2 separate regions of the Mus musculus genome follow, and region 2 is linked to region 1. Evidence: chromatin contacts called from public promoter capture Hi-C data. All regions are on one chromosome and are shown on one strand. Each heading gives the region's core, a stretch centred on a gene start, on an enhancer-like site or on the middle of the called end of the contact. The rest is flanking DNA. Distances are from core to core; before and after follow the strand shown. Region 1 holds the start of Them7 (thioesterase superfamily member 7). Region 2 holds the start of Rcn1 (reticulocalbin 1).

The links. Promoter capture Hi-C pulls out the DNA fragments that hold promoters and counts their contacts.
Region 2: a contact with region 1 is called in a promoter capture Hi-C map of stem cell-derived epiblast-like cells, with 2.8 times the contacts expected there. The contact joins the promoter of Rcn1 here to the promoter of Them7 in region 1. A contact is called at or near these places in 4 of 39 promoter capture datasets (the SN4741 cell line, frontonasal cranial neural crest, hippocampal neurons and 1 more) and 1 of 115 datasets of contacts at active chromatin or transcription factors (embryonic stem cells).

The regions. Positions count from the first base shown.
Region 1 is chr2:105,222,292-105,227,187 of GRCm38.p6, reverse strand. It overlaps Them7 (thioesterase superfamily member 7), which reads right to left and starts at 2,846. Exons shown (of 4, transcript NM_028747.2): 1 at 2,808-2,846.
Region 2 is chr2:105,396,537-105,402,058 of GRCm38.p6, reverse strand. Rcn1 (reticulocalbin 1) reads left to right here and starts at 2,740. Exons shown (of 6, transcript NM_009037.2): 1 at 2,740-3,089. The coding sequence starts at 2,854.

The DNA.
Region 1 (4,896 bases), core at 1,597-4,096:
GGATGCAATAACTGCACTTCCTCACAAAGTCATGCAAGAATAAGGCAGGTTGTCCAAGTTAATGCCTCAGTGGTCTGAGGAGAACTGAAAGGCAGCCCATCGCATGGGAGAGCAAAGGTTTCATGCTTTAACTACATACTGAGCAAATGCTAAAACACTTACAAACACATATAAAGTTTAAGGAGCCCCAAAATAATGAAGCTCATACGCAGTCTGACTATGAAAACGTTCTTCTTTTACCTAGCTGTTGAGCTCTTCCTGACCCTGTTCCCCATCTCCCTCATAAAGGAGCCCTTACCTTGTCTACAGTCTATGATTATTTTTGTCACTTGTCCCATTACCATGTGCCACAGTCTGTTCTAGACACTCCTTCTGATCCTCATGGCTCACCCTATAGACATCAGCACCACACTGATAGCCTCCCACAGAGACAGCTTGGAAGTGACGTGATAGGGCTGTGAACCCAGGGCCTGTATTTATGAAATCTAATGTTAGCAGAACCCTGACACAGCCAGGCTGGAAACACGCTTCCTGCTTCAAAGAGCAGTCATTAAACATCCACCATATGCCAGTGCTGCCAGGTACTGGGCTGGACAGTCTAAGAAAGAACTTTTTCCCTCGCTGGCTACTGGCATTTCCCAGAACATCTGGTTCTTTCAGCACTGTTATCTCTACACGCTGACTTGACATAGGGCTTTGGCTAGGGGCCCTGTAAGGTCCTCAGCTGCCTTGAGTATCAAGCATTTCACTTCACATCAGTAACTTCCAGGGCTTCTCGACAGTCGTCCATCCAGAAGGAACTATGGGAAATTCCAAAGTTTCTTCCTCTATCTCCAGCTTGGGGTTCCTCAGAGGCACACAGGCGTACATGTCCTCTGCCAGCAGCCTTGTAGTCCAGCCCACGAGGAAAAGCCTCAACTTTAACAGCATGTCACTCCCCTAATTATTCCCTGCGCCTGGAATCCAACACAAACAGAACATCTTTCACAAGCAGCTCCCGCTATGCACCAACCTTCGAGCCTCCCGTGAGCAGCAGGATGCAGGAGGTGCTAAAGGGTCAGGGGGCTGATATGGCTGCCTGCCCCCAAGCCTGTGGGAGAGAGAGAGCCCAGCTACTCTCTACTCCAAAGGTCCCAGCCAACAGAAACTGCCCCAAGCCTCAGCTGCCTCCACGCTCCCAGGGTGAAAGCAGAATGTTGTATGCGAGACCCTAAAAAGGCCAAAAGAGAGCAGTCGAGCCTGAGCCAGGTTACACTGCGAACCCTTTACAGGGAGGGTTGAGAAAATTCCAGCCCCAGTAGACAGTGGGGATGCAGTGGGGGGTGATGTTCTCCAAAAGAACAGCAAATAAACTGACCCCTACTCTCCAGAAACCCCCTCCTCTCTCCCTCCCCTTCTCCCCCCCCCCCCCCCCCCCCGTCTCGCGCTCTCTCTCTCTCTCTGAGATAGGCAATAATCAAATGATCTTAATCATTCCAAATGATGCTTTAAACAGTGCTTCGTGCAGTCAGGGAAATGGGTCTGTGAGCTGAGATCTGAATAAGGAGGTAGCAAGGGAGTAAGAGCAAGGGAAAGGCAGAGGAGCAGAAGTACAAGCCCTGGAGGCCGGGGCTTAAACGCTCACTAAGGGATTGGGAAAGATTCTGTGAAGTCTCAAAATTCTAGTATATAGTAGGGTGAGAGTTATTTTCTTAAGATTGTAATGATCAAAGTATTAAGTGGACGTTTCCTCTTGGCTTCAAGCAAGAGCGCAATAGAAATGTATGTGGACGTATAGAGGACTTACATTTCTACATCTCATAGGGCTCCTTTTGAAAGCCTTTCATGTCCCGTCTCCTTTAAACTTTTATGATATAGGCTAAAAGCCTGATAGAATCTTTGACTTCCAGTCAGTTCTGTATTGTGAGATTACTTCCTCAGAACTTTAAGAAGACTTCCTTTCTGTGGGGTTGTAATTTTGACCCCTAGTTTCAAAATTTGAAAAGAAAATGTTAAGTACCTCTAACTGCAACTAGTTACATCTGTGCCTGTGGCTAAGGAGGTGGGGGTACAGGAAGGGTGGTTACTTCTTGTTCTTGGCAGCATGCCTTTTCTGTATGCCTAGAGCTGGAAAGGGGGAATAGATGGTGCATAATTGCACAGTCTCATCTTCAAGTGCCTAACTGCTGCTTAGATCTCAGTTCTAACGCCGCTACAATCTATACTCGGTCTAGGAAGTTGAAAAGTGCACCAGGGTTTTGCAGCCCCTAGCTCTGTGGGTCTGATGCACACGTTGAGTCTCAGTGCAAGTCTCCTTTCAGTGGGCAGAATTTCTTGGTTATGCTTCAGGCCGCTGGCCATATTTCTCCCTAGGCACATATTAAAACCAGGTGCGTGGAAGGCGGGCCTTCAGGGACACAAAAGTCTTCGTGTTACCCAAAGCTCCCCCTTCCAGTGTATTTTCTAGAGGTGATCCCTGAGCTGAATCTGGGAGACGCAGACAGCTACCCTGGCTGGGCTATTCAAGAGCAGGACAAACCGGGGAGACGATTGAGGCGCGGGGTGAATGTGGGGTGAGCTTCTGGACACAAGGGAGAGTGTCCCCTAGTGTGTACACAGTACAAGACCCTAGAGCCACAGCGCTTGCCAGAGCGGAAGACAAAGTGCAGACGGGAAGCCACCGAGCCGAACCTGAACCCCAACTCCAACCCCAACCCCGGCGGGTCATGCGGCATGCGTCCCGGACGCGTGGGGGACGCGGCAGGAACCGGACTCCCTGATGGTCCAAGGCGCAGTGACTCTGCAGAGCCGGGAGCTGCAACGCTTACCGTCAGCTGGCCGCGTGTTGCTTGCGACTCCCGACTCCCGGGGACAGGGGCCGGACCCAGTGAGGTCAGGTTGCAGGTGACGTGGCAGCCTGGGCGGCCTTGCCCTGCCTTCTTCTCAATGGTGGGCTGGGATCTCATTTTTTTCTACTTGGGTCAAAGAGCAAGGTCCTTCTGTGTTTGGTTTTAGTTTTCCCCTAACTTCAGGTTATAAAAGCCTATTCTCAGCTCTATGTGACCTTCTACCCTGATAGCCCTTGTTTTTCTAAAGGAGGCTCATGAATTTCCAGTATCCTCAGTAAAAAGACAGCGGGCCAAAAAGATCAGGAAGCTCCATCGTCAGATTAAATGACAATAGAATTCACCCGAGGGTCTCCAGGTATCTTCTGGACTTGATGCTCTGACCTCTGAATAAAAGCTGTTCTTGGCCTCTATGCCTGTGTCTAGTGAAAAGTAACCAGAGAGAATTTCAGAGTCACGCAACCCTGGTGATCCGGAACAAAACTCAGTCCAAACAAGATTCTCAACCCGTGGTCCATGGAACACCTAAGGCGTTAGGTTTCAACCTAGGAGTCCTCAGAATAGGGTCGGGTCTAAAACCTACCCCAATGCTGGATTAAGGTGGAGGGCACGGAATCCACGTTTCATCACACGTGCTTTGTGAGATTTCACTGTACTTTGAAACTCACTAGACCTGGCCCGAGTTTTGACGTTGAAATGGCGCCTATTTTTCTTTATGGAGTCCTCCCAGAAGCTTCCCAACAATGTAAAAACATCTTTAAAACAAAAGGCATGGAGCGAAACACTGCTAAGTTTGGCTTCGGAATGAATGCGCCTTGTTTCAAAGATCCTTTTATACAAAATTATGCCCAAGCATTATCTCCCCTGTATAATCCCCTAAGCACACCAGCATGGGTACATGGCGGATTATGTGTATACTTTCCACTGCTCTTGTGCTTCCAGTCATTCTGAGCGAGACATCCACTCTCCTGTACATTTTTCTTCTCCTTTCCTCCAGCCTCAGTCTTCAGAGCTTTTTGTTTGTTTGTTTTGTTTTGTTTTGGGGGCGGGGGTTTGGTTTGGTTTGGTTTGGTTTGGTTTGGTTTGGTTTTGGTTTTTCGAGACAGGGTTTCTCTGTGTAGCCCTGGCTGTCCTGGAACTCACTCTGTAGACCAGGCTGGCCTCAAACTCAGAAATCCGCCTGCCTCTGCCTCCTGAGTGCTGGGATTAAAGGCGTGCGCCACCACGCCCGGCTCAGAGCTTTTTTTTTTTAGTGCATTGTGATGTGTGTGCTTACTCCAGGAATTTGGTAACTTCCAAACTACACAGAAAAATCTGGTGAGCTTTTTAAACTAATCCACAAAGAATTCCAGCATCCCCCGGGTACCCTTACAGAATGTTTGGGTCCTGGAACATCTAAGAATTGATGAATTTCTTAAAAATTGTGAAGTGGCAAATATTTTACCATGAGTGTTTCACCAAAACAAAGAAACATGCTGGAGGAGAAGGGATTTCACTACTTGTGAGAGGGAAGCAAGAGAAAGGCAGCCTGGGGCTTGGGAAGAATAAAGCCCAGTTCACCCACCAGGCAGAAGGAATGCGTAGGACAATGGTGAGAGGAGATCCCAGAGGCACCTGTGCTGGACAGCAGCCCTCCCAGATGGATGTGGTGATGGTGACAGTCTGGGAATCATGAGAGCCTAGTGGGTTTGCCTTGAGAAGCTCTGTAGCCAATGGAGAAGGACCACAGAGACAGACGAACAACTACATTTTAAAAAAATCCAAGCAAGTAACCAGAACCTAAGCATGTCGTTACTGGGCAGTCTTAGAGTTGTGATAGGAAGAGCCATCTTGGTCGTCTTTAACACTGCACAGTTTAGCAATGATGATGTCATGGTAGTGGAAATAGTAACTAGTGATCCAACCAAATTTACAACAGAATTACACCAAGAAGGGACATGGGGCACAAAAAGGGTAATGGGAATGAGTATGCTCAAAGAACATTGTGTACATGAATGGAATGTCATAAGAAATCCTGAAGTGAATGATTAATATACGCCAGTAAATTAAAAAGGGGGGCTGGTAAAATGGC
Region 2 (5,522 bases), core at 1,491-3,990, 170 kb before region 1:
GGATGGAGGCTAACTTAGGAGGTGAGTATGTGCTTCATCAGTCTCCCCGTAGAAGCACAGGAGGGAAGAAAAAGCGAGCTTTAAGAATGAAAGAACACAATCACTTAGAGGAGAACCCCAAGTTAGCTTGTGTCATCAGTTTTCCTAATCCTTTGGTTGAGGGGACTTCTTAATTCTCACAGGGAAGATTGGGGGGGAAATGTGGGAAGAGAACGTAGGCAAGCTGTGGGGGAAATTACGCAAAGTCTTCCGGATTCACAGCACTGTGGGTAATTCCCACAGGGAATGAGTCTACCTCTGAAACACTCTATGGGAAACCAGCAGTGTGTGGCAGGAAGCCCAACTGTGGCAAGGCTGAAAGGTATGCCACCTTCATTCATGATGTGTTGCTTCAACACCAGTGAGCCCAAGCCTGTCCTGGCAAAAGTCATGAGTGAGCAGCCTGTCAGCAGCCCCCACTCCCTGTCCCATCCCCTTTCCAATCTCTTCTTCCCCCACCCCTTGACTCGATTTGTATCCCACTTGCCTTGCAAACACAAAGGGTATTATGCCACTCACCTCAAGACATGTGTTTGACAAGTTTATTAGTCAGGATTCTTTCAGGGAATAGAAACAATAAATAAACAAGCATTGCAAAAGAGGCTCTATTAGGTTGGCTTACAAGGAGCTGGCTAGTCAATCAGTGGCCATCTGTTTGCCCAAGAGGTTGCAGATCTGATGGCTGCTCATCCCTAGCTAGTGCTGAAGGGTGAGAAGATGCCTGTGAGTTCCTGGTCCCCCATCCACCTCGGAAGTCTGACGAAGCTGCAGTCTGACAGTGATGGCAACAGTAGCAGCATGCAGTGGAGGGGGCAGGAGCTCTGCTGCTCCCTCCCTGGGGTCTCTCTTTGCATCTGGGAACTGCCCACTAGAAGCTTGATTAACCATCAAGGGAGCATCCTCACAGTACTGTGTTTCCTTGGCTACAAGTCCACACCAATTTACCAACAGTTGACACTTTTCTAGTTTCAAATATAGCACTTCTTATCCCAATGGAAAATCAATGGAGGAACACTGGATCCATCAAACACTGGGTCCCCTCTTCCCCGGCCCCCATCTCCCTGACATCTAGAAGAGGTTGTCCAAGGTCACAGAGCATCACTCCCAGCTGCACTGTCCTCTGCCAGCTAACACAGGACCTCTCGAATAGGCCCATCGCTCTGCTTGGCTTACCCTTTACCTTTACCTCAGTTTCTATCAGTCCAGGAAACCCTCCTTGATTGGCCTACTATGTTATGTATACTCTGTAGAACCCTGGCTGGCTCGTTTTCATTATGCCCTGGTTTGCATATGCTTGGCCCAGGGAGTGGCACTATTAGAAAATTTGGTCCTGTTGGAGTAGGTGTGGTCTTGTTGGAGTAGGTGTGTCACTGTGGGTGTGGGCTTTAAAACCATCATCCTAGCTGCCTAGAAGAGAGTTTTCTCCTAACAGCCTTCAGATGAAGTCGTAGAACTCTCAGCTCCTCCTGCACCATGTCTGCCTGGATGCTACCATGCTCCCAACCTTAATGATAATGGACTCAACCTCTGAACCTATAAGTCAGCCCCAATGAAATGTTGTCCTTATACAAGCTGCCTTGGTCATGGAGTCTGTTCACAGCAGTAAAATCCTAAGGCAGCCATAAATGCTTATGTGTATCAGGCTCATCATCTTATTTGGTTGACCGAAAATGATCTTAATAGAAAGATTCTTGCTTCTGTGCTATAATGTCTTGGTTTCCTTACTGTAAGGGCGAGAAGCTGACCTTTTCTTCAGAATGTTAGAAAGGTGGGGGTGAACAGGTGGTTTTGCAGCTTTTAGGGCTGGGGTTAGGAGGAGGCTTCTCTCTTCAACCACAGTTTCCTGGGACTCTTTAAAAGATTCGTCGACCCTCTGACATTTACATGCATTTTTGTGAAGAGTAAAAGGTTCAGACGGGCATTCTCAGTTTGTTAGACACTAGCCACGCGTGGCTATTTACATTTAAGCTCAACTATTGGCTTTGGACCGGCTCCATGTCAAGTATTCAGTGGCCATATAGAGAACATTTCCTTCGCTGTAGAAAGTTATATAATACAGACCATCACTAACTGGTATCATTATTTCGGATTTAATACGCTGATAGGATTTGAGACAGATAGTAGGTTTGTAAAAATGGCTTGCCAACATTCAGAAACGAAAGCTTTATATGATATCTCTGCTTCTTTTAGGAAGCCTTTCTGCCTCTCTCCCATAGGAGCTTGAAAGAACTTCTCCTTATTCACCCCGTCTCCTCCCACAGTCCTCTGGTGTTATCCCATGGATGTTAAGATTGCCTTCTCCCTAACCTAGGGGACCACGCCCATCCTGGCCTCCTTCCAGACTCAAGTGCTCTCCTAACCACAATGCAAATTGTTAACCGGACTTAAATGTTCATCTCTGGGCCAGCCTTGGGCTGAAGTTCGGGCTGTCAGCTGGAAGCTGAGTGGAAGCGCTGCTTTTCTAAAAGCGAAGACGAGCTATCACCCCAAAACATCTGTTGCATTTTCTCAAAGTACTTCTTTCCGGTCTTGCAGAGAACCCTCCAGTCCGCAACCCCCATCATCTGGACCCGCCCCTCGCAACGAGATAGCGGGGAGGGGCCGAAGCGAAACCGGAGCCCGGCGCCCACCACCCTGGCTGGCGACGTGGCTCCGCGGCCCCAGCCTCCCCCGGCGGCGCCGTGGCCAATGGGCGCGTGAGTGGGGCGGCCCGAGCCTCCTCGAGCCAGCCGGGCGCGCCCCTCGCTGGGGAGGGGACAGCGGCAGCGGCGCTGTGAGCCCCCACTGCCCCGCAGCCTCCCTTTGCTCGCGACCATGGCGCGCGGTGGCCGCTTGGGACTCGCCCTGGGGCTGCTGCTGGCGCTGGTGCTGGCGCTGCGGGCCAAGCCCACGGTGCGCAAGGAGCGCGTGGTTCGGCCGGACTCAGAGCTGGGCGAGCGGCCGCCCGAGGACAACCAGAGCTTCCAGTACGATCATGAGGCCTTCCTGGGCAAGGAGGACTCCAAGACCTTCGATCAGCTAAGCCCGGACGAGAGCAAGGAGAGGCTGGGGTGAGGCTGCGGCCCGGGCCGCCCGGGGACCACGCAGGGGCCCATGGCCACCTCAGAGGGAGCCACGCGGGACCACAAGCGCAAAGCGAAAGCGAAATCGCGCCAGTTGGTCTCAGGGGCGAGGCCAGAGCTGAGGCTCAGAGGCACAAAGTTGCCAGCGGGCGCTCAGACCCCCGTGTGGAGGTCGCCACCACACCCGGCCGGGATAGCTTCCCACAGGGAGGCGAGAACGTGGCAGAGGCCTCCGGAGCAGGGAGCGAGAGGGCCCGCCCCCTCATCTAGGTTTCAGCAGAAGTGACTGGAGTGAGCCAGAGTTTGTTGGCTGTGGCCTTTTAGTACCTGGTTCTTTCCCATAGTCCAGAGAGAGGCACTTGAGACTTGCTTAAAAACATCTCAAGATCAAACAAATGTGTAAGAGATGGAGAGGCTTGTTCTTGGCCTGTCTCTAAATCAGGCTGGATGTTCTTGTCCTCTGACCAGTCATCCCAGAAATCAGGTTTTTAAAGGGGCTCATTGGAGCAAGAGGTACAGAGCTGGAAACGGATTCTTTGGCCTCTGCTCCCAGCATTATGGGTGAAGAAGCACTCAGCTTTTTGGCAACTGATTGGGGGCGGAGGGGGCGAGAAAAAAAGAAAACCTGCAAAATGGCTATGGTGGGGCTTTGTGAGTTTAGCCTGGAATCAGGAAACAAACCCGGGCATCATCTCAGTACCCCTACCCTGGTGCCCAGGAGACACTTGACCGTTGTGCAGAGGGACTAGGAGCTAGTGAGGACCAGGTGAAGGCAGGGCTGTGGAGGAACACAGCCATCCTCCCTGTGGGCCACCAGAGCTTCCAGAACCTGCTCCTGGGGGAGGAGGATCTTCGAGTTCTGCTACAGTTGAAAAGAACACAGCCATCTCTGTTCGACAAAGGGGCCAGGGCATTCAGCAGGACAGGATTAATGATACCCATTGTGTAGGTGAATACCTGCCTGTTGTGATAAAAAAGACCTTTGGACTTCAAAGTCACCTCCAAACAGTGTCCTTTATTTGGTAGGGAAGCACTTTCTCTTCTTTTTTGGGACTTTTAACAATAGGGACCATTGATAAATTCACACCATTGTACTGCTCTGAGGCCTGGAGACTGATTTATTCTGGGGTCCCTGGTTGCAGCCATTCTGCATTATCTTAGAAAAGAGGAGGAGAAGGGAGTTATGAACTGGAAACACTTAGGCTTAGGGCCTCTGGCTTCATTTAATCCCTACCTCAGGGTAATTAGCCGAAGTGCCCAAGAGAAGGGGGAGTGGAGTTCTCTGTGTCTAATCCTTGTATGAAGACCTTGGCTTTGTTCATTTATTCATGTAGCAAGCATTGCAGTGGCTATCCTGTGTGACATCTGGCAGGTACAAGGTGCTGGCCATCCAATGTGGAGGAGGGCAGGCAAACACTTTCAGGGTTGCTAGGATGGTGACATCATCCACGGGTTTAGCAGGAGCCCCTGGGGCTTCAGGTTGGAGAGAGGGGCCCGGTTTTGTAGATGGTCCTTCATCAGAGCTTATGAGATGGTTCAAAGGCTGCTGGGTATATGGTAATAGAAAGGTGGTCCTGAAGTGAGGGGCCTGCTTGCTTATCATGGTTTTAACCCTTTGGTGGGGCGGGAGGGGTGCTGGTCTCCTCCAGAGGCAGAGAAGAGGAAATGGGAGGTAGAAGAGGAGGGAAAGTAAAGATCAGAGGGACGGCCTCCTCAAGGAGGTAGAGATGTTATCAGTGTTTGCTTGTGGTGGACAGGACGTCCTGATCCCAAATCTTGTTGGAAACACCAGCCTGGCAGTGGAGCCAGAGTGTAACCGTGGCAGATACAGAGTCCTGGGCAGTGGGACGGTGGGGGTTGATGCATCTGGGTATTAGGACAAGAAAGATGCAGACTATGGTAGCCCTTACTTGACCTTGACCCATTGTTGAGGAAGGAACCAAAGATAACATCTAGGTCCCTGGCCTGAGCCCCTTCCTGACTAAGGTCACCTGGGTCAGAATTGGACTGACACTTTTGGAAATGACTGATCGAGCCTGGAGCTAAGGGCGAAGTTGCCTCTCCAAGTCTTCTTTCTCAACAGCCCCCCTTCAAGTCTGGGCTGCTGAGGGATTAACATGGCTAGGTCCGTGTCTTATCATTTGACCATCTATTGAAAACACATGTCCTCCTTCAGATTTCTGGAAACACTGAAGGGTTACAGTCTCAGTGGCCTCATATAATCTTAGAAAAACTTAAATTACTTTCCAATGTCTAAAGTTGGGAGTGGTTCACCTGTCCACCGAGTATCTGGTTTTTCTTGTTTCCTTGATAGCAGCTGGCAGGCAGGGGAACCCCATTTGCCCTTCGCCCCTCCTGGAGACCTTACTCTTTTCTTTTACTTGCTGAGAGTTGGAATTTTACTTGCACCCTTCACCTACA